Linked DNA regions of Mus musculus: all the other regions are linked to region 1. A link is a contact called in public Hi-C and HiChIP or PLAC-seq data. All regions are on one chromosome and are shown on one strand. Each heading gives the region's core, a stretch centred on a gene start, on an enhancer-like site or on the middle of the called end of the contact. The rest is flanking DNA. Distances are from core to core; before and after follow the strand shown.

Evidence for each region. Hi-C and Micro-C count contacts between places; a contact is called where the count stands out from the background. HiChIP or PLAC-seq counts read pairs in DNA pulled down with a chosen protein or histone mark.
Region 2: an H3K27ac HiChIP or PLAC-seq map of microglia shows a contact between it and region 1, with 6 times the contacts expected there. The contact joins two enhancer-like sites. A contact is called at or near these places in 15 of 39 promoter capture datasets (the 3T3-L1 cell line, 3T3-L1-derived adipocytes, the C10 cell line and 10 more), 1 of 15 datasets of contacts at CTCF or cohesin (pro-B cells), 8 of 484 Hi-C or Micro-C datasets (bone marrow-derived macrophages, cortical neurons, extraembryonic endoderm stem cells and 2 more), 12 of 115 datasets of contacts at active chromatin or transcription factors (double positive thymocytes, embryonic forebrain, embryonic hindbrain and 8 more) and 2 of 9 other capture datasets (embryonic stem cells and macrophages).
Region 3: a contact with region 1 is called in an H3K27ac HiChIP or PLAC-seq map of microglia, with 3 times the contacts expected there. The contact joins two enhancer-like sites. A contact is called at or near these places in 18 of 39 promoter capture datasets (the 3T3-L1 cell line, the C10 cell line, the HPC-7 cell line and 10 more), 4 of 15 datasets of contacts at CTCF or cohesin (embryonic stem cells, large pre-B cells, pro-B cells and 1 more), 62 of 484 Hi-C or Micro-C datasets (the 63-12 cell line, the AML12 cell line, B cells and 37 more), 17 of 115 datasets of contacts at active chromatin or transcription factors (astrocytes, differentiating embryonic stem cells, embryonic forebrain and 10 more) and 1 of 9 other capture datasets (embryonic stem cells).
Region 4: a contact with region 1 is called in a Hi-C map of bone marrow-derived macrophages, with 22 read pairs. The contact joins two enhancer-like sites. A contact is called at or near these places in 8 of 39 promoter capture datasets (the 3T3-L1 cell line, the C10 cell line, cranial neural crest and 3 more), 3 of 15 datasets of contacts at CTCF or cohesin (embryonic stem cells, large pre-B cells and pro-B cells), 18 of 484 Hi-C or Micro-C datasets (the C2C12 cell line, the C3H10T1/2 cell line, the N1E-115 cell line and 13 more), 15 of 115 datasets of contacts at active chromatin or transcription factors (astrocytes, cardiomyocytes, craniofacial prominence and 11 more) and 2 of 9 other capture datasets (embryonic stem cells and macrophages).
Region 5: a contact with region 1 is called in an H3K27ac HiChIP or PLAC-seq map of microglia, with 11 times the contacts expected there. The contact joins two enhancer-like sites. A contact is called at or near these places in 11 of 39 promoter capture datasets (the 3T3-L1 cell line, the C10 cell line, the HPC-7 cell line and 6 more), 2 of 15 datasets of contacts at CTCF or cohesin (large pre-B cells and pro-B cells), 5 of 484 Hi-C or Micro-C datasets (the CH12 cell line, bone marrow-derived macrophages, immediate neuronal precursor and 2 more), 7 of 115 datasets of contacts at active chromatin or transcription factors (embryonic hindbrain, embryonic limb bud, embryonic stem cells and 3 more) and 1 of 9 other capture datasets (macrophages).

What each region holds. Positions count from the first base shown.
Region 1 is chr10:84,420,728-84,425,901 of GRCm38.p6, reverse strand. The region is part of intron 1 of Nuak1 (NUAK family, SNF1-like kinase, 1); the gene reads left to right. Among named protein-coding and RNA genes, the nearest start is that of Nuak1, 17 kb to the left of the region's middle. Within about 2 kb of position 1,276, at least 32 of the 459 cell types and tissues checked have an H3K27ac peak or open chromatin away from gene starts, as enhancers often do. A contact at or near this core is called in the 63-12 cell line, B cells, the HPC-7 cell line and 4 more, where this site is marked.
Region 2 is chr10:83,944,916-83,950,185 of GRCm38.p6, reverse strand. All of the region lies in intron 2 of Gm34043 (a long non-coding RNA gene), which reads left to right. Among named protein-coding and RNA genes, the nearest start is that of Gm33980, 14 kb to the right of the region's middle. Within about 2 kb of position 3,460, at least 68 of the 459 cell types and tissues checked have an H3K27ac peak or open chromatin away from gene starts, as enhancers often do. A contact at or near this core is called in the HPC-7 cell line, microglia and pro-B cells, where this site is marked.
Region 3 is chr10:84,162,034-84,167,966 of GRCm38.p6, reverse strand. No RefSeq gene overlaps it. Among named protein-coding and RNA genes, the nearest start is that of Gm40727, 55 kb to the right of the region's middle. Within about 2 kb of position 4,071, at least 15 of the 459 cell types and tissues checked have an H3K27ac peak or open chromatin away from gene starts, as enhancers often do. A contact at or near this core is called in the 63-12 cell line, B cells, microglia and 2 more, where this site is marked.
Region 4 is chr10:84,058,189-84,063,327 of GRCm38.p6, reverse strand. The region is part of intron 2 of Gm34184 (predicted gene, 34184); the gene reads left to right. Among named protein-coding and RNA genes, the nearest start is that of Gm34113, 24 kb to the left of the region's middle. Within about 2 kb of position 2,492, at least 103 of the 459 cell types and tissues checked have an H3K27ac peak or open chromatin away from gene starts, as enhancers often do. A contact at or near this core is called in liver and pro-B cells, where this site is marked.
Region 5 is chr10:84,118,786-84,124,111 of GRCm38.p6, reverse strand. No RefSeq gene overlaps it. Among named protein-coding and RNA genes, the nearest start is that of Gm40727, 11 kb to the right of the region's middle. Within about 2 kb of position 3,746, at least 2 of the 459 cell types and tissues checked have an H3K27ac peak or open chromatin away from gene starts, as enhancers often do. A contact at or near this core is called in microglia, where this site is marked.

The DNA of each region.
Region 1 (5,174 bases), core at 27-2,526:
AAATGCCTGTATCAGCATTGTTTGGTGTGTGCATCACACCTTCTGAAAAAAAACTCAATAGATACATCTAGGGTTACCCTTGTCTGGAATTACCTGATATTTTTGACTTTGTCCTGTGTGTCAGGCACTGTGTAAGCCTCTGGGATGGTGCTTATTTCAGATAGCGATTTTAAATCTGGAGGGACGAGCCAGTCGACAGGATGCAGCTGTGAGTGTCCACAGACTGTCTGTGACACCCCTGCCCCACCCCTACCCCTGCCACCAAGAGTCTGGTTAGCCGGATTGGGTTAACCTCTGGGACACTTAGTAGCGTTTGCATGTTGACTAGTATACTCAAGTGATTGAAGGGGAAGGGAGCAGACTACAGTTGGCTCTTCTTGACAGTGCAGTACTGTCCCAGGGACCCAGCACAAGGTTTATTCTGTCTGTGTTTTCTAACATGCAGGGTGAGCTGTGATGCTTGGTTCTTGTCTTGGGATAAGAGCTGCCCTCGCTTTCCACGTTATCTTAACACAATGTGACAATGAGAACAACTACATAAGCACGATTGCATGCCCGTGATGTTCCAAATACGTTAAATAGCCAATCTGATTTCATCCTCTTAGGTGCCTTAAGTGCTGCACAGCATCGTGGCTCCTGTTTGACAAATGGGTGAGCTGAGGCAGGGAAAAGGGAGGCCGTTGTTCACTTAGACTGCTTGTGAGTGGATCTGTATCCCAAAGCTCTGGGGTACTGCCACTCACGGCCTCTGTATTTACGCAGACTCTCTGGAATGCCAGATGCGTGCTTTCCTCCAGTCGCTTAGAGGCAAGTTCAGGTATATTTAGGAAGGGCTTGTTTAGAGAAATAACACATGTGGACATTATGATCTACAGTGGCTGCCTCTGGATAGCTGTCCATCCCCACAGGTCTGTCTCTGTACCTAAGGAACACAACTCATTCGGAGGACATTCCTATAGGCCTACTGTGTGCCAGCCCTGATTAGTTTACAAGGTATATAACTTTTATAAAGACTGAGCAGGTGTGACCCCAGGTCATTGTGCACAGCTCCCCCATGTCCCTAGAGTGGAAAATACCAGTTGTAGTGTGGGCGTCACCGAAGCTCAGGGGCCTGCACTCCTGAAGATGTGCCCATCTAGGTCTGGTCACACTGGTCTTGCTCCTAGAAGGATTAACCTCCCATATGCTACCGGCATGTTTCCCCCATAGGGATCTAGTTGTCCAAGCCATTCCACAGGGCCTAGGGGTTCAAACCCTTTGCCCTGTTGCATCATGGGCTGCCCCGTAACTCGGCAGCTGGCTTGTTTTCTTTCTAGGCCCCAGAAGTAGTGACCTTTGCCTGTCTGTTTATTTCAGGGAAATAATTCCATCCGGCGAGTATCGATTCCCTGGGGGCTACAGAAGCATGTCTGGAGGGACTTCTTTGAGTGGGGTGTCCTGAAACGGCCTCTCAAAGGAGGTGGCAGCTGCTTCCTTTCTCTCAGCCCCTTCTCACTTTGCCCTCTGAGATCTTCCTCTGAGGTTTTAGTGTTTGAAGCCTGGGGTAATGTTCTTAGACCTATGTCTGCGTAGATCTGTTTGTTAGCAACATTGATAAGAATAACCATAAGCATGCTTGGAACGTATACAGGGCTGTATGGATGTGGTAGTGTGTGTGTGTGTGTGTGTGTGTGTGTGTGTGTGTGTGTGTTTGATGCTTAGTTCATTGCCCTTTGCTTGTTCTTAGCAGCAGTGGGGTAGACATAAGTCTAAAACCAGCCTTTTAGCCTTATGAGGGGGAAGTGATGATCATACAACCATTTCCTGGCCTTAGAGGAGGCTGCGTTTCGTGGCATGAAGACTGCAGTGTCAGAGGCTGTTGACCTGGCTGGATGCTAACCAAGCAGAAGTGAATGCAGAGAAACCTTACAGCTCCTGCGCATTCATCTTTCCTCGAGCTGCAGGCAAGGAGATGTAGGAACTAGAAAACTGGATGTTTAATGTGGAAATAGTAAGGAGCTATAATTGAGAGTTCTGGATGCACGCATGTTCATGTGTGTTTTCCCTGGAGGATGGAACCCACTTGTAGATGAACTAAGTCTCTTCAAAACTGTAGGCATTCACTGAGGAAGCCTGGTCAGGGAAACGAGCCAGAGCCCTTTCCTTGGTGCCTTCAGCTCACTTCTGAATGGTCCTTGGTAGCCTTCTGGAATCTTTCTGTCTGTTATTCACAGTTTATCTGGCCCCTCCATCAACTTGTACTCCTTTTCTTGTATCAAAAGAAATTGTCTGCTCAAATCTTGAACGTTCATGGGACAGAGAAATTAAAGATTAAAAGGGAAGTTAGTTGACACGACTCAGGTTTTACGTGTAGGCTTTACTCTGTATGTGCACTCATATGTAGTACATGCATTGCCCGTGTATTTTGTATGTGCGTGTATGCACGCGCACATGAGTGTGTGTGTGTGTGTGTGTGTGTGTGTGTGTGTGCAGGCAAAAGTTGGTGTCAAATGCTTTCTTGTGTGCATATAAGCATGTGCACACAAGTGCAGGTACCCAAGAAGGCCAGAGGCATTCAGCCCCTGGAGCTGGAGTTACAGGTGTGTGTGAGCTGCCTGCCATGGGTACCTGGATCAGAATTCCAGTCCTCTGCAAAAGCAATATATGCTCTCAACCTCCAAGTTGTCCTTCCAACTCCCCCCCCCTCCTCTTCCTCCTCTTCTTCCTCCTCTTCCTCCTTACTTTTGGAGACAGTGTCTCTTGATGAACCCAGAACTCACAGACTAGGCTAGGCTGCCTGATCAGCAAGCCCCAGGATCCCCCTGTCTCCACCTCTACAGTCCTGGGCTTATAAATTCAAAACCACTGTGCCCAGCTTTTTACGTGGGTTCTAGGGCTCTGAGCCCAGGTCTTCTTCACGCTTGTGTGGAAAATGCTTTACTCACCGGACATCTCCCTATTCCTGTAGTCGCCATGTCTTGATTCTGTCAGAAATGCTGTTTCTGATCCCATTTTTCCAGCTTCTCTACATTGTTGGCTGTGACTAAACTTTTTGGAATGACATTAAATGAGAAATCTGTTGTCTGCAGGGTCCCAGTGCATGGATACTGGGGCATTTCTTTGGGGAGCTTTTCTGGGGGGGGATATATTCTATTCTTATTTAGTTGTTGGAGCTGTGTCGGTCCTGAGAGTGAATCTAGTGAAGTTTGGTGTTTTTGAACCACTGGATGAGCCAACTTATGGGGAGCAGGCTCCTGGGGTCATCAGCTGGTTAGCGTGTTGCTGACCAGGGTCCCATGACTCAAGATCACGTGTATTTCCTATTCTCTATCTGTTACTTGTGTCTTACACTGTGGGCTAAGGGATAAGTAGTTTGGTAATTAAGGAGTCATGGTTGTTTGGAAAATTGAAACCAGAAAAAATAGTCCTTCCCTACTTCCATCATCCTGGTTGCTCAAGTGACAGAATTTTGAACTGCTGTTGTTTAGAGGGAGTAGGAAGCAGACTTTATTCCCTTTAGCTTGCCCAGCCAGTCTCTGCTGGAACATAAGTCTTAGATTAATTCTGAAATGGACTCAGAAACACCCTTGAAAGCAACTCGCCTGATTATCAGCACATAGCTTACATTTTATGACCTGCTTAGAGCCCAGCTCTTGGGATGAACTGTCTTATTTACTTCTTCATCTTCTCTGCAGATGGGGTGTTCACATCAGAGACAGGCTGGCTTCAGATGTCTGCTCCAGGATGTTTTAGCCCAACTGTATGAGTCCATTAAACAAATGTAAGCGTTTGAGGGGAGAGAAGAGCTATGTCTCAAACCAAATGTTTTACATGGAGAACATCTGGGGAACATTGGTATTTGTGTGTTTGGTACATCAGAGCGCAGCTTGCTGGGCCTCTGCTGGGATGTCTCTGGCCCTTGGTGGCTGGGTTTGACAGTTGTGCAGTGAAGGCCTGGATCTTACGAAGCACTGTCACAAAGGCAGTGCTTGGGGTGGACAGTCTCTGTAGCTCCACACTCTGAAGTGTTCTGGTTAGCTCCCTGACCAGATCACCACAACTCAGGAATGGTTTGATAGCTTGACCCCTCCCACTGAGCCCTGGTCTCCAGAGAAAAGAGATGTTATATAATGCCAATATCTACTTTACCAGGTAGCTTTGAAGACTGGACAAAATGCCAAGGAACATATGTGACCCAGGGGAAGCAACACTGGCCCCAGAGTCCAAGGATCTGGGTTGAAACCATAGTGTTGACGGATGATCTGTGGAAGCACGAGGGAACCCTTCTTTAGATTGTTTGTCCTCCTGCAGAATAGCCTATCTCATGAAGGGCGTGTAAGGTGCAGTAGGATGATGTATACTTAGTGGGTTGTTTATACAACGTGGCCCCCTGTATAGGTTTATGGCCTTCGTCACAAGTACAAAGGCAATGGATGCAGGGTGCCCTGGGATCTGGGAAGTCTGACTCCAGTAACTGCTAGTTAGTTATTGGACCAGATTGGTGACAGAAGGGTTGAGTAAGAAAGGATTCATTCTTGCAAAAATGAAGGCCTAGGATAGCCATCCTGACTGATTCATCCCAACTCATCTATTGATAGAAAGTTCCAGACTCTTTCATAGCTTTTGAGGAGGCAGTGTCAAGACAATGATGGTCCAATCTTATAGTTTGCTCGCTATGCCAGAGGGATTGACTATGAACACTCACCCCTTCTCTCTTTGTTTGATTATATTTCAACTGGTGTGGGGTAACATCAAGATTGGCAAAAATTTGTAGGTGTGAAGAAAATTTGTTGGACAATTTAGAATCTCGCACCTTCATGCAAAACAAGTCAAAACGACCCTTTCTGATCTTCCTCCATGGAAATCCCACAGTAGTGCACATGGAATTATTGTGTTCCTCAGAGGTATGGATGAGAGGAAGTTTGAAGAATCTGGATGAGTTCCAAACATGGCATTTTGACCAGTACTGGGCAAGTGAAACTGTCACAACCCATTTTAACCGAGACTGGTCTGGCATGCTACAGAGGGTGAGAGTATGTAAGTCACCTGAAGGGAAGGTCTAGGCCACTGTGCAGAAGTGGGTCAATGCTTCATCTAGAGCAGTTTCCCACAGTGGCTCGCTGAGGGAATGGACTCCCTGCCATTGCGTTATAGAGCCATGGCTCCCACGCCTCCCTTTCTGCTTGTGACTGCCC
Region 2 (5,270 bases), core at 2,211-4,710, 480 kb after region 1:
AGGCAGAGGCAGGCGGATTTCTGAGTTCAAGGCCAGACTGGTCTACAAAGTGAGTTTCAGGACAGCCAAGGCTATACAGAGAAACCCTGTCTAAATAAATAAATAAATAAATAAATAAATAAATCAGTTCCTTTTAGGAGCTAGGGAAGTGGCTCAGTACAGAGTCTGTCATGCAAGCATAAGGAGTCCAGTTAAATTCTCAAAGTCTACACAAAGCTAAACACATCGTGTACCAGCCCAGTGCTCCAGCGAGATACTGAGAATCCCTCGAACCTTGAATTCTGGTTAGCCTGGCATACTCAGCCCCAAACAAGAGACCCTGTCTCAAACAAGATGGTAAGCAAGGACTGGCACCTGAGGTTGTTCTCTTAGCTCTACACAACCGTGACACCACCCATGCATGCATACATATGCTTGAGAGCATACATGCACACAGACACACACATAGACACACATGCATGCACATACAGAGCTTCCTTACTTTCTCTCTCTCAAACATGCACACACACAAACACACAAACACACAGAAAAAAGACTTAAGAAACTAAAATATTCTTTTAATATGCCCTTTGACATTCTAGAAAGGCTAAACATGTGTTCTGTAACTGTCTGTCATGTCTAGCCCTTCTGTGAATGGCGGATATGCTCCTTTAAAAACATCACATAATCTTCTCCCCAGTCAAGGGATGCTCAGCTTCTGAGCTGTCCAGCCCATGCATCAGGGTCTGTCTCAGCTCTCCCTGTGAGCAGTTGTTCTCAACACTGGGTGACCTGACTGTGATCTTATCTCAGGAGCTTGACTCCAGCCTCCGGGCCTTCTGAATAGATATTTCTGTGCATACCCTGAGCCACAAAGATGTGCGGGAGGGAGCCACCCTTCAGCGGATTCATCTATTCAGTGAGCCGGCCTGGCTTCAGAGAGGGTAACAGCGAATCCACTGAGCACCGGAACTCTCCCTCCACACATCTGATGTATGCATAGATGACTGCATAGAGGAGCACCGTGAAGGAGCATGGGACAGAGAAGGGAGGGGAAACAAATAGAGCCACCTCCAGTGTCATGTCCACAGCATTAACTCCCTACCTATGCAGATACCTAGTAGGAGACAGTTGGGGTGCATATTTCCTGAGCATGCAGCTAAGGTTAGGTACTCATCTGAGACCTTTACCATATATATTCCTTCTAGTAGCCCATTCTACAGGTGAGGAAACAGACACAGAGCAGTTAAGTCCTCTGCTCACAGCCACACTTAGACAGGCTTAGAAATCTGGGCTGCTGTCACCCTGTAAGGGATGTTGCAGAAAGCAGTCAGTATGTCACAGTTAACAGAGCAGAGAGGTGTGCACATACGCATAGAGACAAACAGACAGACACCCACACTCACACCAGGTCTCAGGTAGCTCCGTTTACTAGACAAAGGGAATAATAAATAAACATACAAGTCTAGAGGAAAGGCCCAGGGCACATGAAGATGATAGCTGGACACTCTTAGACGGCAGAACCAGCAAGAGTAGCCACAAGGTAGGACCACAAATGATCATCAGTGGACATGGAGACAAACGGTGCCTCCAAAACATTGGCATGTCATGCATGCCTAAGAATAAAGGAGATGTCCGCACACTTCCTCATGGATGAAACTGGGTGATACCTGAAATACGCCAGCTGTAGGGCTGGTTAGGTTGGCCAAGTGCTGCTACACAACCACGAGTTCCTGACCTAGATCTCTGCACCCACATAAATGTCAGACACAGTGTGCAGACATAATCCCAGAGATGGAGAAGCAGAGGCAGGCAGATCCCTGAAGCTTTCAACCAGCTTACCCTACTTGGCTAATCCCTGGCCAGTAAGAGACTCTGTCTCAAAAAACCAAGGTGACTGACTCCTAAGTAATAACACTCTGATCTATACATTATTCCAGGCCTTCCATTCAGGAGGTGGCCACAAGGCCTTGTTCCAGGGACCTCACTTAGCAGGAAACCTGTGGCTCTTGGCTATTTGAAGGTAAAAGGAGCAGATGATTTCCTAAGCCTGGCCTTGTTCTTTATAACAGCAGAGCATCCTTCCATGCCTGTGTATGCAATGCTACCTACATCTCTCTGCAGAGGACAAAGACGCAATGGGACAGGACCTGTGTCCTCTCTTTTCTGGTAAGTGCTCTGAATTCGTGATAGCACCTAGCACGTGGAAGTGGCATCTATAAACACAGCTACCCTTCATCCGTGGCTGAGCACTGGTAGCCAAATGCTTCTTGGGAGCTCTTTTCTCCTGACTCCTCATTCAGAACCTTGGAAGTGGGTTCTGGGTCTAGTCTCCCTCCTTTCACAGAAGCTGATGAGCCGCAAGAGGGCTCAGAGGGGAGAGGCACTTGCTACCGACGCATGCAGCCCATGTGCAGGAAGGCAAGTGCAGACTCCGACAGGTTGTCCTGTGACTTCCACATGTGAGCTGTGGCCTGTGACACTATTTCACAGGTAAGAGACTATAGTTGACATCCATTAATCAAAGGTACACACATACACAAACACACAGACATATACACACACATAGACATACACACATACAGACACACACACACACATTTTTGTTTGCTCATTCTTTCATTCACTTTGGATAAATCAAGTGATCTACTGGCCCCTAGTTTCCCCACGTGCCAGGATACAAGCTCTCCAAGTCAGAGTCACGACTTTCTTACTACTCCTCTCTGATTCCCTCTCCTTCACCTCCCTCCCTTTCACTGGGGTAAATAAACAAATGCCCTACGGACCAGTGAAGACCAGAGAGCTGAAAGCACTTGCCCAGGGTCTCACAGTGAGCCTGTAGCCTATCCTGAAGCTACAGTATCTGCTGCTCCTCTTCTGTCCCTCCAAGTCCACAGAATCTTACTCCATGAACCAGGAACTCAGTTTAGTGACATCCTGAGGTTGTAAAAGCAGAAAGACAGAGTAATCTTCAGAAACCAAGGCAGTGGTACAACAGTCAGGGCTCAGGGAAGACAAGCCCGTCTGGGTGCCTTGAATCCAGCAGGTTTGCCTTTTCAGTCTGCCCGCCTGCAATTATTCCACTGATCAAATGAAAGCTGGGATTGCCCCTGTCAGAGAAATGCAGCCTGAACTGGCACTTGCTGGCTGTAGTGTAACTAATGCCTCTACACACCCCATTATCTGGGAGGCAGGATGAAGCCTGGTGTCTGTGGTCCCATGGCCTGCTGTTTATCAGCACAGACAGGATCACTTCCAGGAGAACTGACTTCCATCTTTCCTCCGGAGCTTTCCTTGTCTCTGGATAAAGATAACAACTAAATCTACCCCCTGGTATTAGTGTGAAGCCGGGGTGAGTTATTAGGCGAAAAGCCTAGCCCGGTGACTGGTGTGTGCTGTTCATACATTGGGTATCAGACGTGCCTCGTTCGCACAGTCAGGAACATCAGCATGTGAGACAGAGAAGTCTACACCCTGATTAGAAATGAGGAAGGAAGAGGGCAGAGGCGAAGGCTTCCTTTACCCTTCAGTTCCTCATCTGGTTGGGTTCTCATTAAGGGGAAGAGATGGGCCAGAAGCCAAAGGGGACTTGGGGAGGGGACTTGCTACAGGACCTGGTGGCAAACAGTTTGACATTGGGGTACAATTATTATTCTTTCTAAACTCTGCAACTGTAAACTAGCTCCCTTCCTGGTGCAACCAGTAGATCTGCCCTAAACAACGGCAGTGTTGGCAAAGATGAGAAAACTGTCAATAGGTGAGGAGGTGCTGGCCAAATGAAAGAGGCGCTGAAGCAGAAGGTGGGATCAGAAGAGACACTTTGCAGCTTGGAAGTCCTCAGGCACAATGTGTGACATGGGATGGAGCCTTGTGCTCTGTCCTGGTGCCAGGGGGAAGTTAAAAGGTGATGGGCATTCATGTTGTATTGGTGGATACTGAGATACTGAATATCAAAGGACACAAGTGACCATGCTATGAATGCCCAGGAAACCATCTTCAAAGAGCAATACAAGTATTCTGGATGAATCTTAAGACATAAAAGTCAGGAGCCCCAAGTGGTATCCCAGGCTTGTTCTGAGTGTGTGAGGCACAGATTTCCATCCACATGGGGGAATGTCAAGGGACTATAATGTCCCCTTTCTATAGCCAGGGCGGACACGTGGAACATTCAAAAGCAGGAGAAACCCTGGAATTCAGCAAGGGCATTTTGACAACCCCGAAATTTATGACTGGCTGGAGTGAGATAGCACCCCTCATTTTTAAACAGTTTGGTCAGAGGAGAAAAATGTAAAATGGGTCCCTAGCTAATGAGGCCCTGGTCTTCCTTTTATGGCGCTTTAGTATGTAATTAGAGTTGGCTTCATGTAAACTACCAGCACGCTCAGACTTTTAACAGCCTTATGGATGTCAGGAGGGAAAATAAATAGTCCCCCGTTTGTACTTCGAACTGTGGGTGGGTTACTGAGATAAACAGCTTGGGCGCAGCAGGTGTGACTTCTTTAGATTTGAATGTGATGGACTCCCCAATGGCAGCTGGCGCTGATAGCGCAAAACTGTTGATGGAAGAAAAGCACAGTGAAGAATCTGACCGTTAACTAAGAGCCAGAGCAGGGTGGGGCTGGGCTGTGGACTGAGAAGCACACGGACTTTTCAGTGCTTGGGAGTGTAGAAGAAAAGAATGTGTACCCAGATGGAGAAGAGGCTATGGGCAGAGTAGGTACAGAGCCTCCGATGGCATGGTGGCTTTAGAAAGGCCTCAGAACCGCTCACAAGTTCAGAATGGAGTTCCTGATCTCCCAAGCCTGGACCTGGCGCCAAGTCCCGTAGCCCTGGGACTAAAACCCATCCGGAAATATGAGTGGGAGTGGCCAGAGCAGTCAAGTAGTCAGTGTTTTCTCCTTCTTGTATCCTCATTATTAACTGAAGGACACCATGTCCTTGTGGAGTCGGGGTCCCTGAATCACTGGAAGACCACCCACAGACCAAACACATTGACAATTGTGAGAATAAGATGTAAAGAGAAAGAAATCACAAAGGTGTGGGAGCTTGGAATTGTGGGAGCTTGGAATTGTGGGAGCTTTCTTGTTACCGAGTCTTGCACTATCTTACTCGATATACGTAGATGCTAGAGCTTAACTTTGATATTCCCTCACCGACCGTCTCCCTATCTGTGGCAGAAGCCCCAGTTACTGATTCGCTCGGTGACACCCACCATGCTGTGTTGTCACCACTTCTTCATCCAACTCCTCTACTGGACGAATGTTTGTTTCTGGAGTCAAGAACCTCCTGGC
Region 3 (5,933 bases), core at 2,822-5,321, 260 kb after region 1:
CAGAACCAAAGAGAGCATCCTATTCTTTGTTCTTCGCAACTCATGTTCTATCTCTGTGTTCCCTGTCCTGAGACTGGATTCTGTCTGTCTGTCCCTTGCCCCCAGACTGAGGAGTTCAGCTCATGTTTATTAGTAACGCTCATGGAAATAGACATTTTTTTTTTGTCCTACAGTATTTCCTTGACCACAAAGTACAGCTTTTGCTCAGAGTATAGTTGCTGCTGCTGTTCTTAGTGAGTTTTCCATTCTCCTGGACGAACCACACACTTCAGCAACAGTAGCTGCCATTCACTGAGTGCCAATCATAGGCTGGTGGTAGAGCTGGCCCTGCAGTGGGATCCTAGCTAATATTTATTGAGCTTCCCTCTACTCCTGGCTCTCCTATTCTTAGCACTCTGCTTCTGTTCACTCCTTCAGCTGTGCAGCAACCAAAGGCACATGTGTTCTTGCCATCCCTATCCTCCAGATGTGGACACCAAGGCCCAGAAGTTTTCCTGGCTATCACAGGTGAGTCAGCAGAAGAGCTGGCTATCACGCTGAGCCTACAGTCTCAGAAACACTGTGCCAATCACACTATTTGTTCATATTCTTTTTCAGTCTCACACCCTGGTTAGGCAGATATCACTGCTACCATGGTGCTAATGAAGTCTATAGTGTTGACCTTAGTAAAACTACATAGAATGCTGTAGAATGGGCATTTAAGTCTGGAGTGTGGTATCACCTAGATTTTATGATACACCATCAAGCTGGCTGTCAGGCAGACAAGTTCCTATCGGTTGTTCTACTGGTTTGGATGGAGAATGTTTGCCATAGGTTTATGTATTTGAGTTCTTGGTCTCCAGCTGGAGGCACTGTTTGGGGAGGCTTAGGAGGTGTGGTCCTCCTAGAGAAAGTTTGCCATTAGAGGTGGACTTAAGTGTCAAAGTTTTTTGGCATTTTGACACCAGTATGCTAGTGTCTCTTCTGTATGCTTGTAGTTGAAATACTAGTTCCCATCTTCTCATGCCATCTGTTTGTGGCCATTCCTCCTTGGAGATTGGTGAAGGGTTAGTTCCCATACTGGGGCCTCCAGCAGGACAGCCAGAAGATGAGCCCTGGGGGTCAAACACCACAGATAAGGACATGCTGTGATTAGTCCTTGCTTCCCTTCAAAGACAAGGGCAGGGCCCGGGCACTGAAGCACACATCAGAGCTGACAATCTGGGGAGGGGAGATGGTGCCAAGCTGGTACTGTACTGAGAGTTCTGACAGCCCCTTGGAGACCCCTGGTGGACAAGTAAGTTTTGTTTCACCAACTATGTGCCAGAGAGTTCCTGTGCTCGGGTCGTTACCACAAGCTTGGCCTTCACTGGACTCACACTTTGTAGTTATCATAGATGGTCAAGGAGAAAATTGCAATAGGACCTTTAAGTGCCATTTCCCCTGGACAACTGCATCCCGCACCTACATGATGTTTGCTAGTGCTTTCAGAGCAGGCCATTGGAAGGGCTGATGTGTTCCAGTGACTGCTTCAGCATAGGCTCTGGCAACTGTGTGTGTGTGGGGTCTGTGTTTCTCCAGCCCCGCAGGTGATACAATCAATCAGGGGCCTGGCAGGTCTACCAAAGCATGCTGCTCACATTTATCATCCATTCCTGAATGTGCACTTGCAATTAGGAGATAGCACGTTAGATGCGGCTCAGCCTGGGGATTCTTCCGTGTGGTGAATACGGAAAGTCTACCAGCCTGCTAGATAGAGCAGGTTGAACAACCGTCATTGCAGAATGCTGAGATAATTAATGGGGGTAACAAAATTTGTTATTGTTAGATACAAAACAATTCCAGGACCTTTCAAACAGTTAATAAATAAAGAGATACTGTAGATAATCTTAGCTAATGCAGCTATTTTAAAGGCAACAATTGAGCTAGATCCCTTTAACAGCAAATTAATTATCTCTTCGGTCATAGCATGTTTATGAAGTTAGAATTGTTGTGCCTGACAGGAAACAGAGGTTAGTGCAGATGGGAACGCTTGCAGAACCATTTGATATATTAGCACTTATAAAATTACTTAATGACCTTAAATTATATTTGTTGCCTAGAGATTTTCCCATTTAAGCCCTGTAACTTTAGAGACGTTTTCTTTGGATTGCCTTGCTTTCGGGAGGGTGATCCATGAAAATAAAAGCGCCCCTTCAAAGGGGGAAATAAAGGTCTCTAAAATCATGAGTGAGAACATCTGTAGTTGATCCAGCCAATCAAGACACACAAGGTGAGAAGCAAAGAGAGGAAGGGGGGGGGAAGAGGAAGAAGAAAAAGGAGGAGGGGAGAGTAGGAGGGAGGAGGGAGAAGAGGGAGGAAGAAAAAAGAAAGAGGAAAGGAGAAAAGGGGGAGGGAAGGCAGGATGGAGGGAGAGAGGAAGAGAGGAGAAAAGAGCAGGAGGGAGGAGGAGGGGAGGGCAGGAGGGAAGAAGAGAGGGGGAGGAGTAGAGGAGGGAGGAGTAGGGGAGGCAGGAGGAAAAAGGACAGGAGAAAGGAGGGGAGGAGGGAAGAGGGGAAGAGGGGGGAGGAGGAGGAAGAAGTAGAAAAAGAAGGAGGTGGGGAGGTAGGAGGGAAAAGGAGTGTGTGTCAGAGAACAGTATGGGATTCACCCTTCCATTTTCTTCTGGTGGATCAAACAGACTTTACCAAAACCCATTTAGCTTTGAGCCAACAGAAGCCTCACTTAGCCAAGTCCTGCCAACGGGAGTACAGTTATCTCACACAGGGACAGCCAGAACTCGCCTTTCCTTTTCCTCCCCTTCCTTGTCCGACCCTCCCTCCCCATGTTCTCAGGTCCCGGTAAGTCCGATAGTCTAGTCGCCAGAGTGAGCCGTGCTGGCTGGAGAGGATGGCACTGAGAAACTGCGGGGTCCACACCCTCGCCGCATGGATGTGATGTGGCAGTTCGCTAGGCAGTTAGCACAGTAAGGTTGTGACAGAGGCCAGTTGTTGGACGAATCTGCACCTTGGATGCTCAGCTTGTTTGTTTGTAACGCTTCAGGAGCCGCTTCCTCCGTCCTCCCTAAGCAGGGGCCACGGAGCCTGGTCCCTTGCCCACTCATGGGCCACTCTTGCCTGGTCTTCTCTGTTATCCCCAATGGACTCCACTGGAGCTTTGCTGGTGTCACTCAGACCCCAGGGAAGTTCATGTCACTTCCTGCTGAGTGCCTGAAGAGAGGAGCTGGTGAGCAAACTCTCTCCCTTCCCTCTGACCATGGCAAGTCCTGAGATGCAGTCTATCCCTCAGAGAATGATCCCCCCCACCCCGTGTCCAACAGCCACATTTAGCCATGGCCAGCTCAGCAGTGCATTTTCTGCTAAGTGTGCTCCCTCTTTGGTAAGCTGTTTTCTAAATGCCCACTGTTCCTAGATGCTTACTCCTTGATGGACAGAACTCCGCTGTCTCCTTGAACCTCCTGATAGAGAGAACGGCCCTGTTTCACTGCATCCCATGATGGACAGACATTCACTGTCTCCTTTTACTTAGGGGCTGGACTTGGGGACTCACTTGTAGAGAAGGGAGTTCTGCAGGGATAGTGTGTCACCTCCAAAGACTGTGTGATAAAAAAAAAAGACTTTTTCCTTCTTGGGGTTTTCTTTGTGGCCTAAATTGTGTCCCCTCAAAATCCACACCCCAGCTACCTCAAGAAATGTATCTGGAAATAAGGTATTTACAGGGGGTAAAGTCAAGCCATCAAGGTGGTTTCCAAGCCTTTGTGCCTGGTATCCTTATGAGAAGAGGAAACCTGGACATTTATGCCCGACACAGTAAGGAGGCAGACATGTTGCCAGCAAGTCCAGAGCCTCACTCATCTCTGTGTTGTCAAAGGACAGTTTCTGAGGGCTGCCGTCTTGGTCTCTAGCTTCCAGAACTGAGAAAGTAAAGTGTTGGCCAGTCTGGGCCGTTTTGCTATGCTACCCTCTTTCCTTCATCCCCTTTTCCTTCCTCCTTCTAAAAGGCCAGCTGCATGTCCCATGGGCAGCCCTTTGAGGAACTGAGGTCTCCAGATAGCAGTCACGTGAAAGAGCATGGAGACCTTGGCAGGGACCGGATGTGAAAACCTAAAGTGGAGTCATCTCTGAGCTGCCTCTAGGTCCTGACCCTCAGAGCTGCATGAAAAGACTGAACCCTGGAAAACTCATTTGAATTTCTGACCATCAGAGCAGGTTAGATTAATTTGTGTCTTTAAAACCTGTAAGTGGGGATGGCTCAGTGGATAAAGTCCTTATTGTACAAGCATAAAGCATGATTATGAATCCCTGGTATCTTCAGGGTGAAAAATTAGGCCAGGAACTGGATAGACAGCACAGGGGCTGAGAATATTTTCTACTCTTCCAGGAGATGAGCTTCCCAGCACCTACATCAGGCTGCTCACAGACACTTGTAGCTTTAGCTTCAAGAGATATGAGAGCCCTTCCCACACACATACTGTACATTCACACACACACACACACACACACACACACACACACACACAAATAATCTGAAAAAAAAGTCAGATATGACCATTTTTGCTTGTAATCCCAGCATTGAGCAAGAATAGGGAAGAAGGTAGCTCTAGATTCACTGGCCAGTCAATCTAGCAAAGTGATAAACTCCAGGTTTACTGAGCAACCCTATCTCAAAGCATAACACACACACACACACACACACACACACACACACAAATAATCTGAAAAAAAAGTCAGATATGACCATTTTTGCTTGTAATCCCAGCATTGAGCAAGAATAGGGAAGAAGGTAGCTCTAGATTCACTGGCCAGTCAATCTAGCAAAGTGATAAACTCCAGGTTTACTGAGCAACCCTATCTCAAAGCATAACACACACACACACACACACACACACACACACACACACACACACACACCCCTAAATAAAAATAAGTAAAGTCCATAAATTTGTAGCCATTTGTTAAAACATCAGCAACAAACTGGATGTCTCATCCCTGTGTCCTCTGGGGAGTGGACTCCCCTTACAGAGGAACTCAATCAAAAGAAGGCTATGCTGGTCTACAGGAGGCCCGGACAGATGCTTAGGAGTGGCTGTAGGGCCTGAATTCACATGAGACTTGACTTCCTTTTTCCTTCTCAGACTGGGCCATAGCCCCAGAGCTCTGTGACCAGCACAGCTAGTAAGCAGACTCGTTTTTTCTCTTGGCCCAGCAAATGGTTTTCAGTGTCTCTGTTCTAGGTAGCTGTGCAAAGACAATAGAAGCCCCATTAGGGTAGACAGATTCCTTGGTTGCAAACACAGATCTCCTTGGGGCAGCACCAGCCACCTCTCAGGAATGCAGGCCCTCTGGTCCATGCCTCAGCCTAGCACATTGAACCTCAATTTCTTTTAATTAAACTGAAGAATTTGTTGTAATTTAACTAATCGCCCTGGGTGTGCTAGCAATTAACTGTGAACCAAATATAATGGGCCAGTAAGTGTCCTGTGGTCTGAAGAGTGCTAGATCCCTACAAATGGCTTCATACTTGCCAGCTCTCCTCTAATTGGGTTCCTGGTACTGTCCCCAGTATGTCACCCCTAAAGTCAAAGACATGTCACTCTCTGAGGTTAGGTTATATCCTTTGAGCATCTGTTCTTCTTTTCCCGGAGTTTCCAGGAGAATCATTTCAAGCATGGGTTCTTGCCACTGTTATTCCTGATGGATGGGATGTGGGGAGAAAGCCGCCACCTCATTAAGGGCACAGGTTAACTGGAATGGATTTCCCATCACCCCGAGGGAGCTGGTAGACCCTGTGTGCAAACATTAGCTTGACAGGGGAGAAATTTCCCCTTCTTCTGTGGAGGGCAGCAGACAGAGTAAATATTAACAGACGGGAAACTTTACTTTCTGAAGAGGCCCTGGGTTGCTAATGGAGCAGAAGAACGCTTTGAGCCCTTCCTCCTTATCAACCAAGGGAAA
Region 4 (5,139 bases), core at 1,243-3,742, 360 kb after region 1:
TGAACATACAGCTTTTCTCCCTACACTCACTTTTCTCCTTCACTCAGCCTGAAAATAGATCCCTACCCTATAGTCTGTCTCTGCCATTGTTCCTGCCTCCTGGTGTCACATGTGCGTGTTTTTGAAAACCACAGCTCAAGAAATGGGTTTTTGTCCACTTGGTGGGCTGGAGGGCAGACAGAAGCTGCTATACTTGAGATTAGCTGCGATTTCTCTAAGGGAAGAGAATAAATAGAATGAGTACTTAGCACAGAGCAGACCTCTTATATTAGCTCACATGATTTGTGCTGGGTAGTCCAATAAGGACCAACTACATGAAGGAGTGGCTGAGAACCTAGCAATGGCTCAGGCCAAATCTGTAGACACTGGAGAAGGTGGCTTCCCAAAGAGAAATTAGGATGCTCTCTTCTGATCCCGAGGTCTCCATAAAGCATTTGTCTACATCTAGAACAAAAGATAAGGAAGCCCAAGGTCCCAAGGGGACCTCATCTCAGGGGCCTGTGCGTCTTTCCTCTGCTTCCTCAGCATCGGTATTAGTTATATGTCTCATCGCTATAACAAAAATACTTGACTAGTTGGGCACGGTGGCGCACGCCTTTAATCCCAGCACTCGGGAGGCAGAGGCAGGCAGATTTCTGAGTTTGACAAGAGTCTTAATGTAGGAAAGAAGGGTTTGTTCTGGGTTACAGTTCCTGGGACACAGTCCATCCTGTCAGGGAGACACAGCAACAAGAACAGGAGGTGGCTGCTTGGTCACATTGTGTCCAGTCAAAAAGCAAAGACTGCTTGCATTCAGCTTCTTTCTCCCACGGTATGGTACCACCCACATTTAGGGTAGTCCCCTTACTTGCATTAACCTAATCTAGAAAACCTCTAGTATACCTAGGCCCAGAGATTTGTTTCCATGGCGACTCTAAATTCTATCAAGTTGATGCCAAGATTAACTACCCAGAATCCTTAATTTGTATGGGGTCATCCATATTCAGAGGCTTTTCCTAACTTCCAAAAGCCCAGCTATTCACAATCCAACATGCACGGTGCTAAGGAAGCCAAAGGATGTCGGGGTAAATTTTTCCAGACAGCTCTCTGGATCTAGATTCCAGCTAGAAGGCGCCTGAAAAGTAATATTATCTAAGCAGAAAAAAATCATCGTTAGGAGGTTTCCCTAGGCTGTTTAATTTCTCTGCTGACAACAACTGTTCAAATCTTATACCAAATCCCTTCTCTCCAGCCAAATGTATCCTTTGGCCCAAATCTGTATGTAGTTTCTCTGATGCAGAATAGCTTCCACAGCCAAGCCAATGAGTCAGTTTTTAAAGTCTTTTAAAATCCAAAGAGATGTGCTTCCAGAAGCCTCCAACAACACTCCAAGGATGTGCGCATGAGTCTAAATACTCAGGTAAGCATACTAGAGGGGATATACATAGAGATACAATCTATGTATTTGTCCTGTCCCCTTTTTAGCTCAGACATACGAGGGAGAAGGAGGGTCCTATAGCGATGGTTCTCCAGTCCCTCCCCAAGGGCATCAACAAAGTTCTCATTCACTTAGGAAAGATAACAAACTTGCATAAACACCATGCTGCGAAGGTAATATGTGGACAGAGAGACAAGCTTCAGGCTCAGTCTTGTTGCTGGTGGTTGCCATCATCATCATCATCATCATTTTGCTTGTGTATGTGTGATATATACATGTGTTCATGGGTGTGTGGACACATGCGTATGGATGTGCATAAGTGCATATGTGTGGAGTTCAGAAATTAATATCACTGTCTCCCTCTATCTTTCCTCACTACTTACTGAAGCAAGGTCTCCTATCTACCAATTCTGCTAGACTATCTAGCAGTTTGTCCCTGAGATTTCTCTGTCCTGACCTCCCCCCAGTATTGGGATATAGGTAGGCTTCCATGCTCACCCAACGTTTATGTAAGAGCTGGGGATTTTAACGCTATTCATTGCATGTGTGTCCCAAAGTGCTTTGCCCACTGCAATGTCAGTTTTATAAATCACTAGCTGAGGGATTTGAGCCACCAGTCATCCAGCCTCCCAGACTCCCGTCCTCTTCTGCTTGTGGCGGTAAGCAGACCTCATTGCACACCTACAGCACAGAGCTAGCTGTAAGCAAACTCAGCTGAGGACAGCTGATGTGACAATGTGTATTGTCTCAGTGACATGTGTGCCCCATTGGGACTGGGGGACCCTGCCATGCTAGAGAGAGTCAGAATAAATCTGAAAACATCCAGCCAGCCTGGCTGGCTGTCACTCTGCTTCTCCCTGCAGTGTCTTGTGCTTGTGCCAGGGAGGTCACATTGAAACCATGAGTCCGACGAACAGAGGCCATGCATAGAGATAACGCCACCAGCCCCAGCCATGAGGCAAGGCTTAGAGGAAGACAAAAGAGTCCCAGTTGTTCATTTCTCGTCAGCTTTGCTCTGAAGGCTCCGTCCCCATCTGTCCCTGCCATGAAGACACTTGTTCACACCCAGCCTGCTTCCTGCCTGGATCCCTGCCACCTAGTGCTGTCTGACTTCCTGCCCCCTTCCTGTCTGCTGACTCTCCAACAGTGCCAAAGAGGCAGGGACAGCTCCTTTCAACTCCGTGCCTAACAGGCTAAATTCTGTAGCCCCAGCCTTTTTGTGGAGGGAGTGGGGGGTCTCCTCCAGAATTGTCTTCCAATTGAAACTTACTTCCCCAGACCTTACAACTTGTTTTCTTTCTTCCTAACATTTCCTGCTGAAAGCCAATGCCCAAAGCCACTGCTTCACCTCCCTGATTTTTTTCCCCTTGTCGTTTAACATAAATCAGTGTGCTCTGGTTCTCAAAACTAAAAGCCACATATAATTAAAACCCCAGCACAGAAAAAAATGATTTTGAGGTTTGGCACCAAGTCCTGGGGGATTAAAACAGAAGGATGCACTCGCCCTGCACACCCCTGCAGGGGATTGCTGCCATTCAGAAATGCACCTCAGGACTGAATGGTCTGATCTCTGCTCAAAAGCCATGCAGAAGTCTTGCCTCACCCTACAACACACACACACACACACGCACACGCACACGCACACGCGCACACGCACACACACACACACACAAATACACATACACACATAAACACACACACACACACACACACACACACACACAGAGCTTTCCCTTTTCTGAACCTGGACCCAAATTCCTTTCTTTCTGACCATCTGGTCTCCTCATTTTAACTTGGCCAAGCACAGCTAGGCAGGTCCCCCTCCCACTGTGAGGGTACAAAGGAAGAAAAGAGGACCCAAAATGGGCCTGACCTAGCCCCAGACTTCAATTCTATGCTACTTAATGTGCAATAAACCATCAAAGTGATGGATTCAGGGATATGTGCCCCCAAGCCACACTTGTTCAAAACTAAAGGCAGAGAAGAAAGAATTGAGAATAAATAGTCCTGAAGCTTTGGGGGAAAGTGACTGAAAATTGTTTCCCACTGTTCCCCGCAGTCATGGCTGGCAGCACTTGCTCTAGTCTTCCTCTAACAGACGGGCACTGATTAGAAGCTCAGCAAACCCAGTCACCTCTTCCCCTGGATGAAGCCCTTTTAGCCTTGATATCTGGTGCCTTCTCTCCCCTGTGTTGGAATAGAGACAGAGTTAGAACTTACTCAGCCTGTCATTGACCTCTAGGAGCATGCACAAGGTCTTTGACAATGTTTGAATGTCCCACAGCTTTAAACAGGAGACAGCAGATGAAGTCCCAAAAGTCATCGAATGCCTGATAGTAAAAGGCAAATGTTAACCAAGAGTATCCCCAGCAGAGTAGGGTATGACAGCAGCCAACAAAAGGGCATCTAGGTAAGGGGTGCAGGGTCCCAAGGGAGGTGACCACGGTTTCTGTAGGATTGTCCCTGCTAAAGTAGTAGTTCACCCGTTAGCTATAATGGGCTGAGGGCTGAGTTTAAGACACCTGGAGGCATAGCCTGAGGAAGGCAAGAGACTCAGAATAATCCAGAAAAGAAGGTGAGAAATTGCTGGTTGGACTGTAAGCTGGGTCATCTACTCTGGAAGTCAGTCTGGTGGTTCCTCAGAAAATTGGACACAGTGTTACCTGAGAACCCAGCTATACCACTCCTAGAATATACCCAAAAGATGATCCAACATATAACAAGGACACATGCTCCACTATGTTCATAGCAGCCTTGTTTAAAATAGCCAGAAGCTGGAAAGAACCCAGATGTCCCTCAGTAGAGGAATGGATACAGAAAATGTGGTACATTTACACAATGGAGTACTATTCAGATATTAAAAACAATGACTTCATGAAATTCTTAGGCAAATGTATGGAACTAGACTCCTGAGTGAGGTAACCCAGTCACAAGAGAACATACATGGCATGCACTCACTGGTACGTGGATATTAGCCCAAAAGCACAGAAACCAAAATACAATTCACAGACCACATGAAGCTTAAGAAGGAAGGCTAAAGTGTGGGTGATTCAGTCTTCCTTAGAAGGGGAAACAACATACTCAAGGGAAGAAATACGCAGACAAAGTGTGAAGCAGAAACTGAAGGAAGGGCTATCCAGAGACTGACCCACTTGGGGATCCATCCCATAGATAGTCACCAAACCCAGACAGATTGTGGATGCTAAGAAATTCATGCTGACAGGAGCCTGATATGGCTGTCTCCTGAGAGGCTCTGCCAGAGCCTGACAGGTACAGAGGCAGATGCTCACAGCCAACCATGTGACTGAGCATGAGTCCCCAATGGAGGAGTTGGAGAAAGGACTGAAGAAGCTGAAGGGGTTTGCAACCTAATAGGAAGAACAGCAATATCAACCAACTACATCCCCCGGAGCTTCCAGGAACTTAAACACCAACCAAAGAATACACATGGAGGGACCCATGGCTCCAGCCGTATATGTAGCAGAGGATGGCCTTGTTGGGTATCAATGGGAAAAGAGGGCCTTAGTTCTGTGAAGACTCAATGCTCCAGTGTAGGGGGATGCCAGGGTAGGGAGGTGGGAGTGGGTGGTTGGGTGGGGATACACCCTCATAGACTCCGAAGGAGGAGGGGGAATGGGATAGGGGATTTCTGGGGGGAAAACAGGGAAAGGGGATAACATTTGAAATGTAAGTAAAGACAATATCCAATAAAGTTTTTTTTT
Region 5 (5,326 bases), core at 2,497-4,996, 300 kb after region 1:
AATTGTTCTCAGTAAGTTATAAAGAAGAATTTGAAGAGGAGGAGGAGCAGGAGGAAATGGAGATAATGATGAAGTTAGGAAAGAACATGGGTGTGAGGAATCTAGGAAAGCTAAAGGGAGCAGGAAGTGGATATGATCAAAATACATCAAACATTTGTAAGAAATACCCAAATATATTATATATTAAACATATTTATTCATATTGTACTTATAATATGATAATAATAAATATAAAATATTTAAAAGATAGATTGTCCAGGTGGATTATCAAGTAAGACCAAACTCTCTATGTAGTCACTAGTAAAACTTCCACTTGAGACATAAAGAGCCTGAGAGTATAGAAGAGGACAGAGAAAGACGAGCTACATCTGTCTACTCACTAGAGAGCCTGAAGCAGCTGTGAGTGACATCACAGGGAGCATGCTTGAGATGGTGAGAAATCGTGCTGAGATGTATGGGCTTCTGTGAGTGCTAGGCTTGGTGGCCCTGCAAGAAGACACAGTGGTTGTGAATGTGTGTGCTCTGATAGACAGTTTTGAATGTGTGTGCTCTGATGGGCAGTTATGAATGTGTGTGCTCTGATGGACAGTTTTGAATGTGCATGCTCTGATGGGCAGTTATGAATGTGTGTGCTCTAATGGACAGTTATTGAATGTGTGTGCTCTGATGGACAGTTTTGAATGTGCATGCTCTGATGGGCAGTTATGAATGTGTGTGCTCTGATGGGCAGTTATTGAATGTGCATGCTCTGATGGGCAGTTATGAATGTGTGTGCTCTGATGGGCAGCTATGAATGTATGTGCTCTGATGAACAGTTATTGAATGTGCATGCTTTGATGGGCAGTTATGAATGTGTGTGTTCTGATGGGTAGTTATGAATGTGTGTGCTCTGATGGGCAGTTATGAATGTGTGTGCTCTGATAGGCAGTTATTGAATGTGTGTGCTCTGATGGGCAGTTATTGAATGTGCATGCTCTGATGGGTAGTTATGAATGTGTGTGCTCTGATGGGTAGTTATGAATGTGTGTGTTCTAATGGGTAGTTATGAATGTGTGTGTTCTGATGGGCAGTTATGAATGTGTGTGCTCTGATGGGCACCCTATGGCAATTCTAGCTTTAGCTTTTACCTGTCCTTGGTTATATGATAACCCAGGGTATCAGATATTCATTCTCCTTTTGTTTTACAACTGGGAAGCAGGAGTTCTGGTAGGTTAGGTACCTGAGCCCACACCACACTCATGGAGCTAGGACAGAAGTAAGATTTTACCCCATGTCCAGCTCCAAAGCTCATGTTCTCCCACCACACCACCTGCCTCTTTAAAGACTCTTTAACTGATTCTTCCCTTTCTCATTTCTCCTCCCCTTTCCTACTTCTCTCTGCTTCTTACATCTCTGGAGCATGTGACAGCAGGGAAGAAGATGACATGAACCCTAATGGGGATGGCACAACAGAGCTGCAGTTCTTCTCCCTCCACAGAGGGCTCAGGGCACAGAGCCTGCAGCAGACAAAGGGGAGGCAGTGACCATGTGTTTGATCCATGGGATGTCCTTATGTTCTGCAGACATCTCAGCTTCCTAAGAGTCTGGACCCTTCTGATGGACCCTTGTCTTCCAGCTCTGGAGTGTCAGCACATGGTTCTGTGGCTACAGTCTTGGTGCTCTAGAGCATCTGCAGTCCTAAGGCTTCATTTTGAATGGACCTTTTTGTTACCTTCTAAAAACACTCTTCTCAGTCTACTAGACTAACCAAGAACAGAAGAGGTCATACCCAGAAAAGAACAAAAGCAAGGCTTCCCTTTCTTGATAACAGTGTATATAATCTTTACATTCCATTCAGGCCTTCTGCAAAGACCTCTGAGCACACTTTATGTGTGTTTGTGACTAAAATATGATGTACCTTAAAAGCCATTCCAGCCTCTTGTGATGTGGTCATAAAAATTATTTCTGCACTAAATACCTTATTCCCATCCTGTCAAGTGTGAGCCTGCTGTTGGATGAATCACCGAACGAACAAAATGCTCTGCAAGATGTTTTTCCCTTCTGATTGCAAGGCTGAATCTTATTCGATTAAAGGATAAAAGCAAATTGATCAAATATGTGGCCACTTGGAGTGCATTTTTATGGCTGCTGAGAAAATTCTGAAGAGCAGCAATCAGAGTCAGTTTTCCTCCCTGTGGCTGCTCTCTACAGAAGAAGGAGGTTAGACGAGGAAGGCCCACTGCATGCTTTTGTGAACTCCATGAAAGCTTCCCCCTCAGGATGTTAGAAAATCCTCGGGGTTGCTGGATTAGAAGGAGGCTTTCCTGATGCTGGTTGAGTTCTTCAGATCACAGAAGGTTCAGGAAGTCAAAATTAGAAAATGGCCAATCACTCATGATAAATATGTTTGCAGCTGGGCCTCCCCTTCCCCAGACCTCTGTCTTCTTAACCTGTCAAGGTATCAGGAAAATGAGAAGAGACCAAGAGACAGGGGCTTGACATAGGGGCACCAAGGAACTGTAGGCTTTCATTTCAACTGTGTTTATAATCCCATCCCAGCCTACTTCTAGGTACTTCAGTGATTGGGAATGTGATCAGTGCCTTCCTGCCTCGAAACTCTACACTAATCTTTTTTATGGTTTGAAAGTATCACCAAGGACAGCAGCAAAATAGTAGAACTGGTTACATGTTTTTCATATATGCCCTAAAATACTGAGGCTCGACATCCCATACCTTGGTTTAACTGTCACAACAGCCTGCAAAGAGAGGCTGCTGCAGAGCTGGCACAAGACTTGTGAGATATTATTGCAAGTTTCCTAAGGGCAAAGCGTCCTAGAGCTTGGATTTGAAGCCAGGTATTGTTAGTGTAAGCCTTGGGTATGTGGCCTCTGAGGCTGAGTATGAGCCCTGCAGGGTGTTCAGTGATAAAAGCACAGACTATTAAATCTCATTGTACACACACACACATGCACACACACACACACACACACACACACACACACACACACACACTCCCAATGGTTCACCTGCACTCCACTCTGGCTTTGACTCTTACTTACTGTATGACTTTGGCCATATTTCTCACCTTATCAGTTCCAACTGGCCCTCTTAGTAATTTTGAAACCTCAAGGATGCTGGCAGCTTGAGAATTCTACGTGTGGGGTCCAGAGGCAATCAAAGTATACTCGCAGGAGGGGCAGAGGATCTACAGGGGGAATATGGGAGGTGCTTTGTGTGGTCAGTGTTTTAATCCATGGAACCTAGAATTTCCCTGTGTACTCTTCCACCCGAGATACTTGACATGGGGGCTCTGCCCATGAAGGGTCTTTCTGGAGTGTTTGTTGACTTATTTTATGAATGAGACAAGGTGGTGTACTGGACTTAGCTATGTTCAAATTAAGGAAAATACCACAAAGTATCCTGGATCTATCTAGAGATAGAAGTGACAAACAACCAGAGGACAGATGGATGTTCCATTGCAAATATCTTCCAAAGGGGGGGGGGGGGGACCGACCAATGGATATGGTGGAATCATGGGGAAGAAAAGCCGGGTTCATGACTGAGGCCAAACCACTCACAGATATAGCAAGGTTTACACAATAAGCCTGAAATTCACCAGCAAGTACGGGCTGCTCAAACAACCATGGCATGCCACCAGAACTGCTCATTCCATTAGGTGGTTCGGTATTGTCAGGGCCAACTCAAAGAAAGCATCTCATTGCTGGTCAGGCTGAGATGAAGCCCACAGTGGTTGAAACCTCAGCCAGTTCCTTTGCAGAAGGATGCAGCCGGCCCCGGGCCAGGAGGTATTATTAGACTGGAGTTTTGTCAGTCCTTAAATTTAACCAGCTGTAGTTCTTTTTAAAGTACCATCCTATTCGATCTTTTGAATTAAAGAATTCACCATGTAGTGGGATTTGATTATAGACGGAACACAATGTCCTTGGCGTGATTCCTCCTTTCTTATAGTGCAATGTCCACTGCAGCCCTGGACATCTGCAGTCTGTGTCAGCCCAAGGCCCATGGGTGGATGTGCTTGCTCAGCAAAGATCTCCCTAACTGACTTCTCATGAGGTGACACCGCAAAGTTCTGCATAACTCAGAGCTGTCCAAAGGGAAGAAAGAGCTACAAGTGGGAATGAGAGGAATTAGAACCAGTGGGGAGGAGCTAGGGTGTAAGAGCAATGACTGGGCTTAAAGTGCACACATACCTCCTGCTCCTATGTATAATTAACACTTGCTAACACAAGCTTCAGGAAAGAATTCATGTCCCACAAACAGCCATCCTTGGCTTTGGTTTCATGCATTTTTTTTCTTCTGTTGATGAATTCACAAAAGAAAATTGATGAAATCTAAAGTAGACGTTAAAATGACAAAACACGAACTGACAGCGCATAACCCACCACACCCCTTTACATATGTTAAATAAATTCTAGAAAGGTGTCTAAGATCAAGGTGTTGACTGTGAGTTCTCTACAGGGCAGAGAGAGCAATATTCTAAATGCACTGTGCCCTGATTTTTTCCTGTTTTTATTAACATACTTTACAAGGGGACACGGATTAAATGCTGTTATTGGTGAAAACTAGTTCTCAACTGAAAACTCCTATCAATTTATAGATGAAATGGAGTGAATTATTTACTCTTCAAAAAGTGTGAAAGGGGCAAGGAAGGTTGATGTCAGGATAGAGGTTAAGGCTGTGTATTCAATAACCAAAGGGAGGAATGGAGAACCTGCCCAGGAATGAATGCTTTGAACTGTCTGTGAGCTGATCCAGAGTTGCATGGTGTCATAAGCTTGGGGGCCTTTCCCAGGCATCACTCTTCTGATATGCAAATGGACTGTGACATAGCCTCAGGTACTGATTGCCTTCAAAGTAAATAAGCATTTACCATTCATTGTGTCTACCAAGTACTCAACTCCACAATATCAGCTGGGACAAGTTCTATGTGATGAAAGGGTAGATGAATGAATGAGTGAATGAATAAATTAAATTAATAAAAGACATAGACTTCCCTGATAAGATTTATAACTTAGCAACATAGACTCTCGTATATAAAACAACTGAAAGATAGAATTATCAAACAATTTAAAGAAAGATGCCAAGTCTCTAGCATGATAACAAAATGCCTGAGTCATTTATAGTAAATGAAAGGGTTTCATTTGGCTAACACTTTGAGAGGCTTCAGTCCATGGTCTACTAGCTCCATGTTTTAAGCCTATAATGAGACTGCATATAATCATGGGAGCATGTATTAAAGCAAATCCATTCGTCTCATCTGCAGAAAGCAAAGGGATTGAAGAGGAAGAAGCCACAATCCCATAATATATTTTAAAGGCATAGCTCC